3 separate regions of the Mus musculus genome follow, and all the other regions are linked to region 1. The links are chromatin contacts, called in public ChIA-PET and HiChIP or PLAC-seq maps. All regions are on one chromosome and are shown on one strand. Each heading gives the region's core, a stretch centred on a gene start, on an enhancer-like site or on the middle of the called end of the contact. The rest is flanking DNA. Distances are from core to core; before and after follow the strand shown.

Region 1 (4,508 bases), core at 605-3,104:
GCCAGCACAGGATTCAAGCTTATACAGAAGACCAGCTAAAATACCCAGCCTCGTGGGACTGAGCAACTACCAGATTCTTGGACTTCCCATCCATAGTTGCCCATTGTTGGGTTAGTTGGACTATAGACTGTAAGTCACTCCAATAATTTCCCTTAATATATAGAGACATTCCATAAGCTCTGTGACTCTAGAGAACCCTGACTAATATAGAAGTTCAAGATTCAACACCACAGCAAATTTAAAAACCACAGCCAAGGCTGTGGACTGAGATCTTGTCTTTTTTTTTTTTTTTTTTTTTCTGGTTTTTCTGGAAGCTCGTCCACCCCCGAGCCTTGTACCTGATAAGACAATGGGCTGACTCTTAAGACTCTTCCAGGAGCTCTTACCTAGTACTCCCTTGTTCCCACCCTTGTTTTGGAAATAATGGTCTAACCAGCTCAGAGTTGGGATAAATGTGTGTTGGTTATAGGGGGCTGGAGGAGTAGGGACATTAGGCATTTATCAGAAACAGATACAGACACAGAGAGAAACAGAAAGTCACTTAGGGCCAGGCAAGGGATATAGCTCAGTGGCAAAGCACTTGTCTAGAATGCTCAAAACCTACGATTTGATTCGTAGTACTGGAGTGAGGGAAAAAAATTCAAGAAGCTGGTGCAAGCCAGTCTTTTCATTTACCATCAAGCGTTATGTCTATGTGCTGTGTGCAAAACTTACAAAAGATAAAAGGAATTCATTGAAGGACATGATAGCCACTCCTAGAGAGAGAGTAGGCAATGGAAAGAACCTGAACCTAGCCAGGCGTGGTAGTACATGCCTTTAATCCCAGCACTCCGGAGGCAGAGGCAGGCGGATTTCTGAGTTCGAGGCTAGCCTGGTCTACTGAGTGAGTTCCAGGACAGGCAGGGCTACACAGAGAAAAAATCCCGCCCCCCGAAAAAAAAAAAAAAAAAAAAAAAAAAAAAGAAAAGAAAAAAGAAAGCAGCGCACCAACACCTGAGTCTGAATGGAAAAGTAAATTGAAACTAAAAGTGTCTGACCAGCGGGCGAAACAGCACCCCAGACCTCCAGCGCCGGAAACTGTAGTGGGGCTGAGGAAATGGTAGAGAAGAGTGCTTGTGTTCCGCTACAAGCACAAGGAAGAACTCACTTCCAGTCTTGCCTCCCCGAGTATCGGCCACGCACGAGGTACACGGACATACATGCAGGCAAACCAATACACAAAAAATAAATAATTATGAAACCACCCCCCCAAAACCCCTCAAGCCTCTCCTCCGCTTCGTTTTCTCTTTCTGTGCGAGTGGGCGCACGCGCCACTGCTGCACGTGGAGGTCAGATGCCAACTTTGCGGAGTGGGTTCCACTTCCACCCGCTTGGCTCTTTACTTGCTGACCGTCTCGTCTTAGTTTGCACCGCTGTTTCTTGACCTGCAAAAATGGTACACACTGAGGTTCCCACAGATAGGACAGACTTGACTCCTGCCTCAGAGTTGAGGGACAGTGAAGGGAAGCAGCAGCCATGGATCAAAAACGCCAGTGGGCTTGGTAAGGGCTGCACCAAGCCCTTAATGTCTTCTCTTTCACGCCGAGCTGCAGACCCGAGCTTCCGCACGAGCGGGAGGCATCGTGCAAGGTCCCGCTAGAACACTTAGAAGAAGCCCTTTAAACGCTCCTAGAACACTTAGAAGAAGCCCTTTAAACGCTCCTCTCCAGCTCGAGGTGCCATCGACTGCTCGGCGCTCTACAGATCTGGGCCCCGGGGGTGGGCGGGTCCGTTTGCCCTCAGGTGGTATAACAGGCGCCGCAGAGACCCAATAGCGTGGGGCATCGGCCCACCCCTGTCTTCTGATTGGCCAGCGTCTCTGTAAGCCTCTCGAGGCGCCGGGAGCCGGACTTCACTGTACTTGCCTCGGAGCGCTCGGTCCTTCGCGTTTCTTCCTCCTCGACTCTGCTTCGTCTGCCTCCGCCATGGCCCAGTGAGTGACCGACACGCGCAGTCGGGCCCGGGAGACTTCCGGGGCTGAGCGTGGTGATGGCGGGGCTCTGCTCAGTTGTCTCCCTGTTCTCCTCAGCCCCGGTGGTCGCCTGGGTCTCCTCGCGCAGCCCTGACCCCTGCACCTCAGGGTCCCCGCCATGGCCAGCGCAAGCTCCGCCACCCCTTCGTGGGAGCTTGCGGCTGCGACGGGCTCGCGGGGAAGGAAGGCCGCGCTGGGTCGGGGACGGCCCACGCCCCTTGTGCTGGCCAGGCCATAAGGAACGACGGGCAGGGCCAGGGGCAGGGCATGGGTGGCTTCGTGTGCCCGGACGCCCTTTAGAAGGAACTTCCATGGAACTGTGGGGTGCAGGGTGCGGTCGATCCTAGGTGCATGGTGTGAGCCGAGAAGGGTGCAGGCTGCCAGTCCTAATAAAAGCCACTAAGTAACACTAATATCCTTTCTTTGTGTTTGCTTTATTGTTTTTTTTTTTTTTTGTCATTTCAGAGCTGACATTGCACTGATCGGACTGGCTGTCATGGGCCAGAACTTAATTTTGAACATGAATGATCATGGATTTGTGGTAAGTAGTGAGGACACGTTGCCTTCCCGCTGAGAGCTGTGATTTGTTTTTCAGAGATCCCAAGGCATCACTCAGTAAGCACTGTTTGGTGTCTTTGTAGAAGAATTTCTGCTTTAGTCGTGCTCCCTCTGTAGTTAAGGGAAGAGCCTCCTTGGATAGAAATAAATATAAAAGCAGTGGTTCTCAACATTATGATTTATAACACTAGCAAATTACAGTTATTGCGTAGTTATGAAAATAGTTTTATGATTGGGGGTCATCACAACACGAGGGGCTATATTAAAGGGTCGCAGCGTTAGGAAGGTTGAAAACCATAGATGTAAAGGGACCCAGATCTTGGAAGCTGTAGCTAGGAAAACTTGGGGTACATGGAGATTGTTTTTCTTTGTAGACAGCAGCTTGTCTCACAGTGTTGTCACACTGGAGTCTCAGGGCCCTCTCATCTCAGCTTTCTGAGTCCAGGGTCAGAGGATCCTCCTGCCTGTGGGCTCTGAATGTTCTTTCTAAATAGTAGCATGGCTTAGACACCAGGATTACCAGGGACAAAGGACCCAGGTAGTAGTGACAGGCTCAACCTGATAAGCAACAAGTGGCAACCGCCTTTCCCTGGGCTCTCTGCTGTGACTGGACTTTGCAGAGATTGCCTAGCACTTAAAAAGAAAAGGCAGGTCAGCTCTCGCTAGACCTTGGACAGAGTAGACGTTTCTCTGTTGCTGCATCTACCACCCGAGGGTCATGTGTGTGCCAGATCCTCTGACAGGCCTTTTGTCCTTCCAGGTCTGTGCTTTCAATAGGACAGTCTCCAAAGTCGATGACTTCTTGGCCAACGAGGCGAAGGGCACCAAGGTGGTTGGTGCACAGTCCTTAAAGGACATGGTCTCCAAACTAAAGAAGCCCCGCCGGGTCATCCTGCTTGTGAAGGCCGGGCAAGCCGTGGATGATTTCATCGAGAAATTAGTAAGGCCAGCTCGGTTCTCGGATGCCGCCCGCAAATCCCTCTAACTGTCTCACTTCTGAGATGGTGGTCTTCAGTGTCTGAGTACAGACTGATGGGTTCTGATAAAGTGCTTGAGTGTTTCAGGCTTGGTTGCCTTGACAGGCACTTATGGAATAGTATTTTTGTTTTGTTTGTTCTTAGTTTTTCAAGACAGGGTTTCTCTGTATAGCCTAGGCCTTCCTGGAACTCACTTTGTAGACCAGGCGGCTCAGACTCATAGAGATCCCCCTGCCTCTGCTTCCTGAGTGCTGGGATTGAAGGTGCGTGCCATCACCGCCAAGTTGTGTTCTCTGTAGAGAGGGGTTTTTTGTTGTTTTTTTGTTTGTTTGTTTGTTTTTTCATTTTATTTTATATAAATGAATGTTTGCCTGAGTGTGTAACTGCACCACATACCTGAAGTGCCTGATGAGGCCAGAAGAAGAGAGTCAGACTCCTTGGAATTGGAGTTAGTGGGCAATTGTGAGCTGCTATGTGGATGCTAGGAATTGAACTCAGGTCCTCTGCAAGACCAGCCAGTGCTCTTAACCCTTGAGCTATCTCTCCAGCCCTTATTTAAAATATATATATATATATTTAGTATTTGTGTGGGGGTAAGCATGACACATTGGATGTGGAAGTCACGGGGACTTTTTTTGTCGGAGTTGGCCCTCTACCTCCACCGTGTGGTTTGTGGAAAGAACTCAGGTTGTCTGGCTTAATGGCAGGTGCCTTTGCCTGCCGAGCCTTCCCACTGGGCCAGGGTTTTATTTTATTATTATAGTGTGGGGTCATGGGAGCATGCAAGTGGGGGTCAGAGCACGACTCTGTGGAGTCAGTTCTCTTCAGTCTTTGCTTTGGCTCTCAAGCACCTCAGGCTTGGGCCATGGGCTTGTCCAACAGTGCTTTCCCCACTGAGCCAGTAGTGGCCCACAGGGAGCTATTCCTGGGTGGTCGTAATTCTAGGACCGTAAGGACATTTC
Region 2 (4,508 bases), core at 1,254-3,753, 610 kb before region 1:
CTTCTGGTCTTCTTGGACACTAGGCATACATGTGATATATTTATACACATAATTTTTTTTTTTATTAAAAGACTTAAAAATCAGCCGGGCAGTGGTGGCGCACACCTTTAGTCCCAGTACTTGGGAGGCAGAGACAGGCAGATTTCTGAATTCAAGGCCAGCCTGGTCTACAGAGTGAGTTCCAGGACAGCCAAGGCTACACAGAGAAACCCTGTCTCGAAAAACCAAAAAAAAAAAAAAAAAAAAAAGACTTAAAAATCTATGTCAGCTAAAGTAAGCTCTCATTTCCTAAGCAACGAAAGCGAAGGATTTGGTAGATACAAGAAAGATGAAGAATCTCACCTTTTCCTTTCCTTTGTCCAATATTAGAGTGTAGCTGGTATGGATCCTCCCACATGGAGAGCTCCGCTCTACCACTGAACTCTATGCCCAGATTTGGATCGCTGCTATGCCCAGCTCTGCCTGGCAGCAATGGCTTTACTATAGAGCAATCACTGTGTTTGCAGGTGACTGAGCCTAGCAGTTGTTTCTAAGCAATGCCCACTATCAAATACAGATCTGCCGTGTTTGCTCACAGCTCGCCTCCTACTCCAGTTTCCCTCTGTGTACACACAGGACGTCTGGCAGCTCAGCCGGTTAAAGGCGGTGCTTCTCATCAGATGTGGGAGACGGAAGACAATGGGTTGGTGTGTTCTGCATCCGAATACTCTGGAAGGTAAAGGAGCAAAGGAGTGGCCTGTGGGGACAGCTTCCTCTCAGCTGCAGAGTTGGTGGGACACACACAGACCTGGAGTCCCTAGCAGGGGAGGGGGAAGGAAGGAAGGAAAGGATGAGTTCCAAGACTTGTCAGAGCTAGAAGTGTCAGAAGCAGAAGAAGGGAGAAAGTAAGAAAGAGGGAAGAGAGGGAGGGAGGGAGGGAGGGAGGGGAAGGGAGAGAGTATGAGTCAGTTTAGAAGCTGACATTAATGGCCTTGGTGCCTGTGCAGAATATAGAGTCACTACCAGGGCAGGGAACAGAAGAGACTGAGCAGGCTTGGGGGAGGAGTAGAATGATCAGTTCAATCTAGGACATTTGTTTATTAGTTCCCTGGGCAGTACTAGGTGGCAGGTACCGTGACAGGAACAATCTGTTAAGAACAACCATGAAGTGTAAAAACAAGGCCCCCCACTCCCATGGAGCTTGCATTCCAGAATGGGACAAACAGTTTGAATAAAACAGAGTGAGTACACGAGCCCACATGGAGTCACCGAAGCCATGTGATCAGGGTGCTGCCAGGGCAACCAGGCAAAGCCCAGCCAAGAGCCAGACCTGGAGGTAAGAAGATGCCAGGCTCACTGTGGCAGTGGTCCAGGATATTTAAGGGGAGGAGCGATCTGGGTCGCTCAAGTCCGAGCATCAGCGCACACAGTACAAAATTCACACTGCAAAATACATACCAAATATAATGCTATTTATAGAAAGATCAAGAACACACAAAACACTAAGGGTAGGCTAGAGGAGGGCAGGCTGTTTAGGTGACGTGTTTTTTTTTTTTTTTTCCTATTTAAGCTCAGAGCTGTGAGATGTAATATGTAATCACCATACATGTTTATACATGGAAATATTACAGAATGAAATTCTTAAAAAGATCGGGAGCTCAGGGTAAATGTACTTGCAGCCAAATCCGACAACTTGAGTCCAATTCCTGGGACCCGTGAGGCATGGTGGCTCATGCCTTCAATCACAGCACTCAGGAGGCAGAAGCAGGTAGATCTGTGAGTTTGAGGCCAGTTTGGTCTACACAGTAAGTTCCAGAACACCTAGAACTACACAGAGAAACCCTGTCTCAAAAAACAAGTCAATTCCTGGGACCTGCATGATGAATAGGCAAAACTGACTCCTGCAAGCTGTGCTCTGGTCTTCACCATTAGACAGTGGCATGTGTGAACCCATGACATCCCTTAAAAACACACAATAAAAACCACAAAAAACAGCTGGGTAATCTCAGCACTGGAGAGGCAGAGGCAAAAGGATCAATGTGACTTCGAGGTTATCTTGGTCTACATAGAAAGTTCCAAGGTGCTGGGTAGTGGTGGCGCACGCCTTTAGGCCCAGCACTTGGGAGGCAGAGGCAGGCGGATAAAATGTGAATTTGAGGCCAAGCTTGGTCTACATGGCAAGTTCCAGGCAGTCCAGGACTGCAATGTAAGACTGTCTTAAAAAAAAACAAATCACACACACATAAACATAATTTTAAAAAGAAGAAAAAGAAGAAGAGGTTTGGAGCATAGGGCATGGTTACACACTCAGTTTCCAGCCTCTGAGAAGGACCAAGCAGCTTTGACCAGTTTGCTGGTCATCCTCTTATTATCCTGAGCAGCCCTTCGGGGCCTGATCCCGCCCCGCGTTGCACGACCGCCACGCCCACATCCACCTGCCGTCCAATAGGCGTACGGGATCCGGGCCCACACCTCCGCCGCGCCGCGCCCCGCGACGTCACGGCCCGGCCTCCGCCACGTGACGGCCGCGCGCTAGGCTCTCTGCCTAGCGGCTGGAAAGCGCCGCAGAGGCCGCTGACTGGCCGGGCGCGACGCCGCGGAGGGAGCCGGGCGCCTGGGCCTCCCGCGCGCATGGGCGCGTCGGCGGCTGCCTGAGGAAGGCAGCGAAGCCAGCGGAGCTCAAGACCTCGCGCGTCCCACGAGCGGCTGCGGCGGGCCGCGGAGCCGGCGCGGCCATGGCGACGGGCACTCAGCAGAAAGAGAACACGCTGCTTCATCTCTTCGCCGGCGGGTGAGTCTGGGGCCCGAGCTGCTCTCGCCTCAGCCCCGGCCTTCTCCCCCTGCGTGCCGTGGCCTTGGGAATCCGCGTTTCCCGTCCGTCGCGGACTGGGGTGAAGCCAGGACGGGCAGCCCAGGAGGGTCGTGGCTTCGGCGTCCCCACCGCGGGGTCAGCCGGCACGGCGGCTTTCCACCCGGCGCGTCCGCGGTCCCATCCCCCACCCACCGGCCGCCTCTCGCCGTATTCTCCTTTTGAACAATTCCTGGCTGGTGTGACTGTCACCAGGGGCGATCGCGCCGAGCCCCTGTGGCTCCGGCCTCCTGGCGTTTTCCTGATCACGCTGCGGTCACTCACCGCTGCAGAGGTGCGGATGCTGGAGGTCCCGGGGCAGCTAGCCCAGGAGGTACTGCGCTGGGTCAGAGCTGCGGGCAGGTGTCGCAGGGCAGCCCGTGGCCTGCCCTGCGGAGTATGGGGGGTTGGGGGGGAACGGATGCTGGTCTGCACCACGTGGGACGGTAAATGGGGACCTCGGAAGGTTGGTCAGTGCTAATCGATCCTAAAGCACCTTTCAGTGATTTTCAGTGGAGGAACACATCATGATAGGAGGATACAACTAGGAGCTGAATTAACCCCCTAAAAAAACGAAAGTTTGGGGTTTTCTTTTTTAAATAGTATTTTTCTTTTCCTTTTGTCATAGCTGCTAGTGGCTTGGGACCCTTTTGGTGCTGGTTTTTCAAACTATCTATGGAGCTGTGTCCCCAGCCCTGGGGTCATGAAGAGCTCTTTGAGATTTAGCCCAGCTATTTAAGTTTTACATAACATGCAGCGTTTTTCCTGTGTTATCATCTTCACTTGAGAACTATAACTGGACCTAAACAGTTCCATATACTAGAAAGTAATGGTTAATGAAAGGGTTATCCAGAAAATAACGGTGATGAAAGGGTTTCTGGTGCCTTGGTCCTTTTACCTGGCAGGCTGGCAGTACCTTTCACCCGTCAGATAGCTTTAATGGTTGTGCCTAGGCAGGAGGAATTTCTTGTTCATCCATTTCTGTCAGGCCTTCATTCCTCCTATCCATGTCTTCATTGGTATTAACCTTTGAGAGTAAGCCTTAGAAGGCACCCTCACTTTATATAAATGTGTCATCCCAGGGAACTTAAAGTCTGTTAGGCATATTTTTAAAGCCAAGAGAAATAAGTTTATACTCAATGGGTTGTTTTGTTTGTTTGTTATACTTTTTCTTTTCTTTTCTTTTTTAACTGAGTGGTCTCTTATGTTGTATGTCTGCCTGCTCTTAACTGGGGGAGTTTCAGAGTGGCCTGTGTTGAGGCTCACTACTATAGTTGATGACCCTGTCTGGATGGATTTCCCTGCACACCCTTCACAGTGCCCTCTGGCTGCCAATTCCAGCCTCTTACGTGCTGATAGAGAATACTGCAATGGGCAGTGAGGCTTGCGGGACTCATTAAGAGGCAGGGAGTTTATTAGTGCTGTGCCTGAAGCAGTGGTGTTTAACAAGTTCTGGTTCCTTCATTAGCCATTTAAGATCTCTGTGCTTGCAGATGAGAAAAGAAATGAACCCTCAAAAAGCTGCTTTCAGAGCTCTAATTGGATTTTAGCCTAAAACACCTTTTAAGGTAGAGCATGAAAGGAGTCAGTATAAAGAGGGCACAGACTATAGTTAAAAGTTGTCAGCCCAGGGGTCTGGTAAGCCCTTTCCTCTGTTGTTAGCTGGCATCTCTCCAGAGAG
Region 3 (4,508 bases), core at 742-3,241, 520 kb before region 1:
AGACCAGGCTGGCCTCGAACTCAGAAATCCGCCTGCCTCTGCCTCCCAAGTGCTGGGATTAAAGGCGTGGACCACCACCGCCTGGCTTTTTTTTTTAAACAGCAGTTTCTAAACACAAGTTCCAGGCTAACCTGGGCTAGGCAGTAAGACCCTGTGTTGAAAACAAACAAACAAAAAACACCAAACAAACAAACAAACAAAAAAAGCCAAAACCAAACCAAAAAAAACAAAAAACAAAAAACCCAAAACCAAAAGCCCCCAACCCCATAAACAAAGACTAAAACCCTAAAGTACAGTGTTTGCTTCTAGATGGCTGAGAATGGCCAATCCTGGGGTGTGGCATCCCCATTCGGGTGTGAAATTCCACACCTCTCTGTTCCCTACTCTCTCAGGCACTCATTGGAAGCCTCTGGAATGTCATTGGCCATAAACTGAGAAATTTAGGTAAGAGTTTCCTGAGTACTGAAGTCACTCTAGGAGGGGCTGCAATCGAAGGAAGGGTCGTGGGAACCCCTCTTTAAGGATGGCTAAAACAAGCCGCAGCATCACACCTGTCTAGAAGTGCAGGAGAGGTCCTGTGGGTCACCTCCAGACGGACTGCTGGACTAGAGGATGACCAGCTGCGGGGCTACCGCAGAATCCATTGGCTGGCTGGGGTGTGGGCAAACTCATCACACCTCAAAAGTCAGGAGCTTGATGTGACCGTGGTGTGGGGGAGACAGTCTGTTCACCCCTTTAAACCCAGTCAACCTTGAAGTGGGTCATACCATGCCACAGAGGTTGCAAGGGCCATCTGCTCTCCTTGGGTGGTCCATGAGGCTGTCCTGAGAGGATACAGTCTCTCACAGAACCGTCATATGTTGTACGTAAAACCAGCGCCAGTAAAACTTGCTGAAGCTTTGGTGGTTGAGTTTGAGTTGATTTGATTACTTATTAGTTTTTGGATTTATTTATTTTCTGTGCATGTATGTATTTTGAGTACATATATTGCAACATGTGTGTGAAGGAGGTGCCCACAGAGGCAAGAATTACAGGCAGTTGTGAGCCATCATGGGGGGAGTGTGTGTGTGAGAGAGAGAGAGAGAAAGAAAGAAAGAGGGAGAGAGAGGGAGAGGGAGAGAGAGGGAGAGGAAGAGAGAGGGAGAGGAAGAGAGAGGAAGGAGGAGAGAGGAAGGGGAGGAGGAGGAAGAGGAGGAGGAAGGGATATTTAGATGATAGCACCAGGCTAAGATCAGGTTTTTAACTCAGGTCTGACCCATAGCACTCCCTGCTGTCTGGTATTAACAGCAGGTTCTTTCTGTTATTCCGCAAGTCACCTGCTCTCTAAGGACAGCTTTGTTTCCTGTGTTTAGCTTAATTTTTTTCTAGGTTCTTCTTCTTCTTCTTCTTCTTCTTCTTCTTCTTCTTCTTCTTCTTCTTCTTCTTCTTCTTCTTCTTCTTCTTCTTTAATCACCTCTCACTTGGTCCTCAGCAGTTGCCACAACACATCTCTAAGATGATTCTAGAAAATTAGGTCCAGAAACCCACCCCAGTGCCTTTTGGGGAGGAACTCGCAACATTATTCAGCGATTTATTCTGGCTTTTCCCTCAGTAGGAATCACAGCAGGCTCTTCCCCCAAACAGAGCACTTCTTCCATTCATAGCTGACAAGAAACTCGGGTTCACAGGCTCCCGGTGGGAACCTGAGCCTCCCCTGTGAATACCTGCGGAAGCTGTTTGAGTGAGCCATTGATCCTTCCTCCTGAGCCCAAGGTCACTCCCTTGTGCTGTTTGCTGTTCCTGTCCTGGGCCAGGCAATGAGCAGTGAATTGCTTAGCAGGTGTCTTCAAAGCCAGGCCTATTCCAGAGCCGAGTTCCTGGAAACACTCGTGGGGTTTTGGGTTTTGGGTTTTGTTTTTGTTTTTTTTTTTTTGGTAGAATTGTGACAGGATGAACAACGCCAACACAAGCATCATTTTCCCTGGCCTGCCCACCCACTTCCTTGCCCTGAGTCACAAACTCTGGGAGTCTCAATTAAGACAGACCTGTGGTCAGAGCTTAGGGACTTTACCCCAGAGGAGAGGGAAACTTCAGGTCCTAATTAATGGCTTTTTTAACTACAGTTGAGTGACTTTTTGAATTAACCGGAGGGTGAGAATTCAAAGCTTAATGAAACTGTGTGAAGTGGAAGGAGAGAGAGGACTCTTGTAATTAGGTAAAAAGATCAAGAGAAGAGAGCACTGGGTGGGCAGGCCCCCCTGGTCCCAGGTACTCCGAGAGCTGCTATAGCAGGATCAGGATCGCTGACACTCAGACATTAGAAACCAGCCTGGGAAAGGCTGCAAAGACCCTGTTTCTAAACAAACAAAACAAAATAAAACAATACATCAAGGGCACAAAGCTATAGTGAGATTATGTGAATAAATGTAAAAAAGCTTGTCCCTTTTTTGGGGGATGGGGGGCGTGGACCGGGGTTTTGTGTCACCTTGACATAAGGTAGGGTCATCAGAGAGGAAGGAGCTTCAGGTGAGGAAATGCCTCCATGAGATCCAGCTGTAGGGCTGTTACTGAATTAGTGATCAATGGGGGAGGGCCCTGCCCATGGTGGGTGGTGCCATCCCTGGGCTGGTGATCCTGGGTTCTATAAGAAAGCAGGCTGAACGAGGCAGGGGAAGCAAGCCAGTACACTCCTCTGTGGTCTCACCATTGCCGGCTCCTGCCTCCAGTTCCTGTCCTGTTTGAGTTCCTGTCCTGGTTTCCTTCAGTGCTGGACTACAATGTAGAAGTGTAAGCTGAATAAACCCTTTCTTCCCTAATTTGTTTTTTTTTTTTTGTGATGGTGTTTATTGCAGCAATAGAAACCCTAAGACAAGCTGGTACCAGGAATGTGACAGACTTGACCGTGTTGTTTTGAGGAGGACTGTGATAGGGCTTTGGAACTTTGAGCTAGGGAAGTCACTAGTGCAGATGATGGAGGCACGGCTTGTGATATTTCAGAGGGAAGCAAAGATTCCACCAGGCTTTTGTGTGAAGAATTTGTGATTCTGGGCATCTGGGGCTGAAAAATTACCTGTGTTTAACAAGATACCAGCACTTGTAAAGTGAAACCTTTGCTTTGCTGGGATACTCGGTGCTGGTCAGCTGGAGCTGAGAAATTCGCAGGGATTAAGAGACCAAGGACTGGAGAGATGGCTCAGCGGTTAAGAGCACTGACTACTCTTCCAGAGGTCCTTAGTTCAAATCCCAGCAACCACATGGTGGTTCACAACCATCCATAATGAGATCTGATGCCCTCTTCTGGGATGTCTGAAGACAGCTACAGTGTACTTACATAAAATAAATAAATAAATTTTAAAAATGTAAAAAAGAAGAAGAGACCGGCATCACTAAGGTAAAATCTTCTGGGAGGTGTTTCCTGAGAGTCCGTAAACAGAAGCTCTGCTCCAGAGGCTGGCAGCCGAACTTGGAGAGTAAGAATCCCCCAGGTGGTGCTAATTTTGAAGGTGTGAAGGGGTCCTGGAGAGCAGCTGAGGCTCAGCACTGTGAAAGGCCTGGAGAGGCCTTTGATGAAGGTGCAGGATTGAAGGGGTCATACCGAGAAACTGAGGCTAGGCACCAGGAAGAGACCCTATGAGAGGCTATTGGTGAAACTGGAGCCCAGTTGCAGCATGGGACCACAGCAGTTTTGGAGATGCCAGTACCATGGGATAACCACCAAGAGCATCAGCAGCAGTGGAGTGAGCTGGAGCCTAGAAAATAAAGCAGTGTGGGCTGTGGGGGTGGGGGTCGGGGGGCCAAGGGGAGGACTGGAGAAGTGACTCAAGCCCTTTGGAGGAGCCGAGAAGATGGTGACTGGATCCCTGACATTGGATGGTTGGAGATTGGTTTTGTTTTGATTTGATTGTGACTGTGCCCTGATTTTTTTTTCCCCTCTTGAAATAAGAAGGTATTTTACTGAAGCCTACAGTTGAAAGAATTAAATACAGTTGAATTAAAAAAAAAAATCTAGCCGGGCGTGGTGGCGCATACCTTTAATCCCAGCATTTGGGAGGCAGAGGCAGGCGGATTTCTGAGTTTGAGGCCAGCCTGGTTTACAAAGTGAGTTCCAGGGCAGCCAGGGCTATACAGAGAAACCCTGTCTCGAAAAAACAAACAAAAAGATTGGATATTTTTAAAGGGACTGAAATTTTAGAGTGTTTGAATTTGTAAAGACTAGGACTTTAAACTTTGGGATGAATAAGAAAGGAGGGGTTGTGTCTTAGGGTCTGTCAGGTTGATAAGGGGTCAGTTGTACTGGCTTTTTTTTTTTTTTTCCAATTCAAACTAGAGTCAACTGAGAGGAACGAGTCTCCATTGGGGAAATGCCTGAGATCCAGCTGTAAGGCATTTTCTCATAGTGATCAATGGGGGAGGGCCCAGCCCATTGTGGATGGTCCTAGGTTCTATAAGAAAGCAGGTTGAGCTGGGCAGTGGTGGTGCACGCCTTTAATCCAGCACTCGGGAGGCAGAGGCAGGCGGATTTCTGAGTT

What was found. ChIA-PET counts read pairs in DNA pulled down with a chosen protein or histone mark. HiChIP or PLAC-seq counts read pairs in DNA pulled down with a chosen protein or histone mark.
Region 2: an HNF4G HiChIP or PLAC-seq map of pancreatic cancer cells shows a contact between it and region 1. The contact joins the promoter of Slc25a33 here to the promoter of Pgd in region 1. A contact is called at or near these places in 1 of 484 Hi-C or Micro-C datasets (neutrophils), 4 of 115 datasets of contacts at active chromatin or transcription factors (astrocytes, memory CD8 T cells, pancreatic cancer cells and 1 more) and 1 of 9 other capture datasets (liver).
Region 3: an RNA polymerase II ChIA-PET map of memory CD8 T cells shows a contact between it and region 1, with 5 read pairs. The contact joins the enhancer-like site here to the promoter of Pgd in region 1. A contact is called at or near these places in 1 of 39 promoter capture datasets (hippocampal neurons), 10 of 115 datasets of contacts at active chromatin or transcription factors (bone marrow-derived dendritic cells, bone marrow-derived macrophages, embryonic hindbrain and 4 more) and 2 of 9 other capture datasets (adipose tissue and liver).

The regions. Positions count from the first base shown.
Region 1 is chr4:149,164,051-149,168,558 of GRCm38.p6, reverse strand. Pgd (phosphogluconate dehydrogenase) reads left to right here and starts at 1,854. Exons shown (of 13, transcript NM_001081274.2): 1 at 1,854-1,972; 2 at 2,477-2,552; 3 at 3,330-3,509. The coding sequence starts at 1,965.
Region 2 is chr4:149,772,262-149,776,769 of GRCm38.p6, reverse strand. It overlaps Slc25a33 (solute carrier family 25, member 33), which reads left to right and starts at 2,503. Exons shown (of 7, transcript NM_027460.2): 1 at 2,503-2,770. The coding sequence starts at 2,715.
Region 3 is chr4:149,681,289-149,685,796 of GRCm38.p6, reverse strand. It overlaps a transcript of Pik3cd not described here. Among named protein-coding and RNA genes, the nearest start is that of Pik3cd, 20 kb to the right of the region's middle. Within about 2 kb of position 1,991, at least 12 of the 459 cell types and tissues checked have an H3K27ac peak or open chromatin away from gene starts, as enhancers often do. A contact at or near this core is called in memory CD8 T cells, where this site is marked.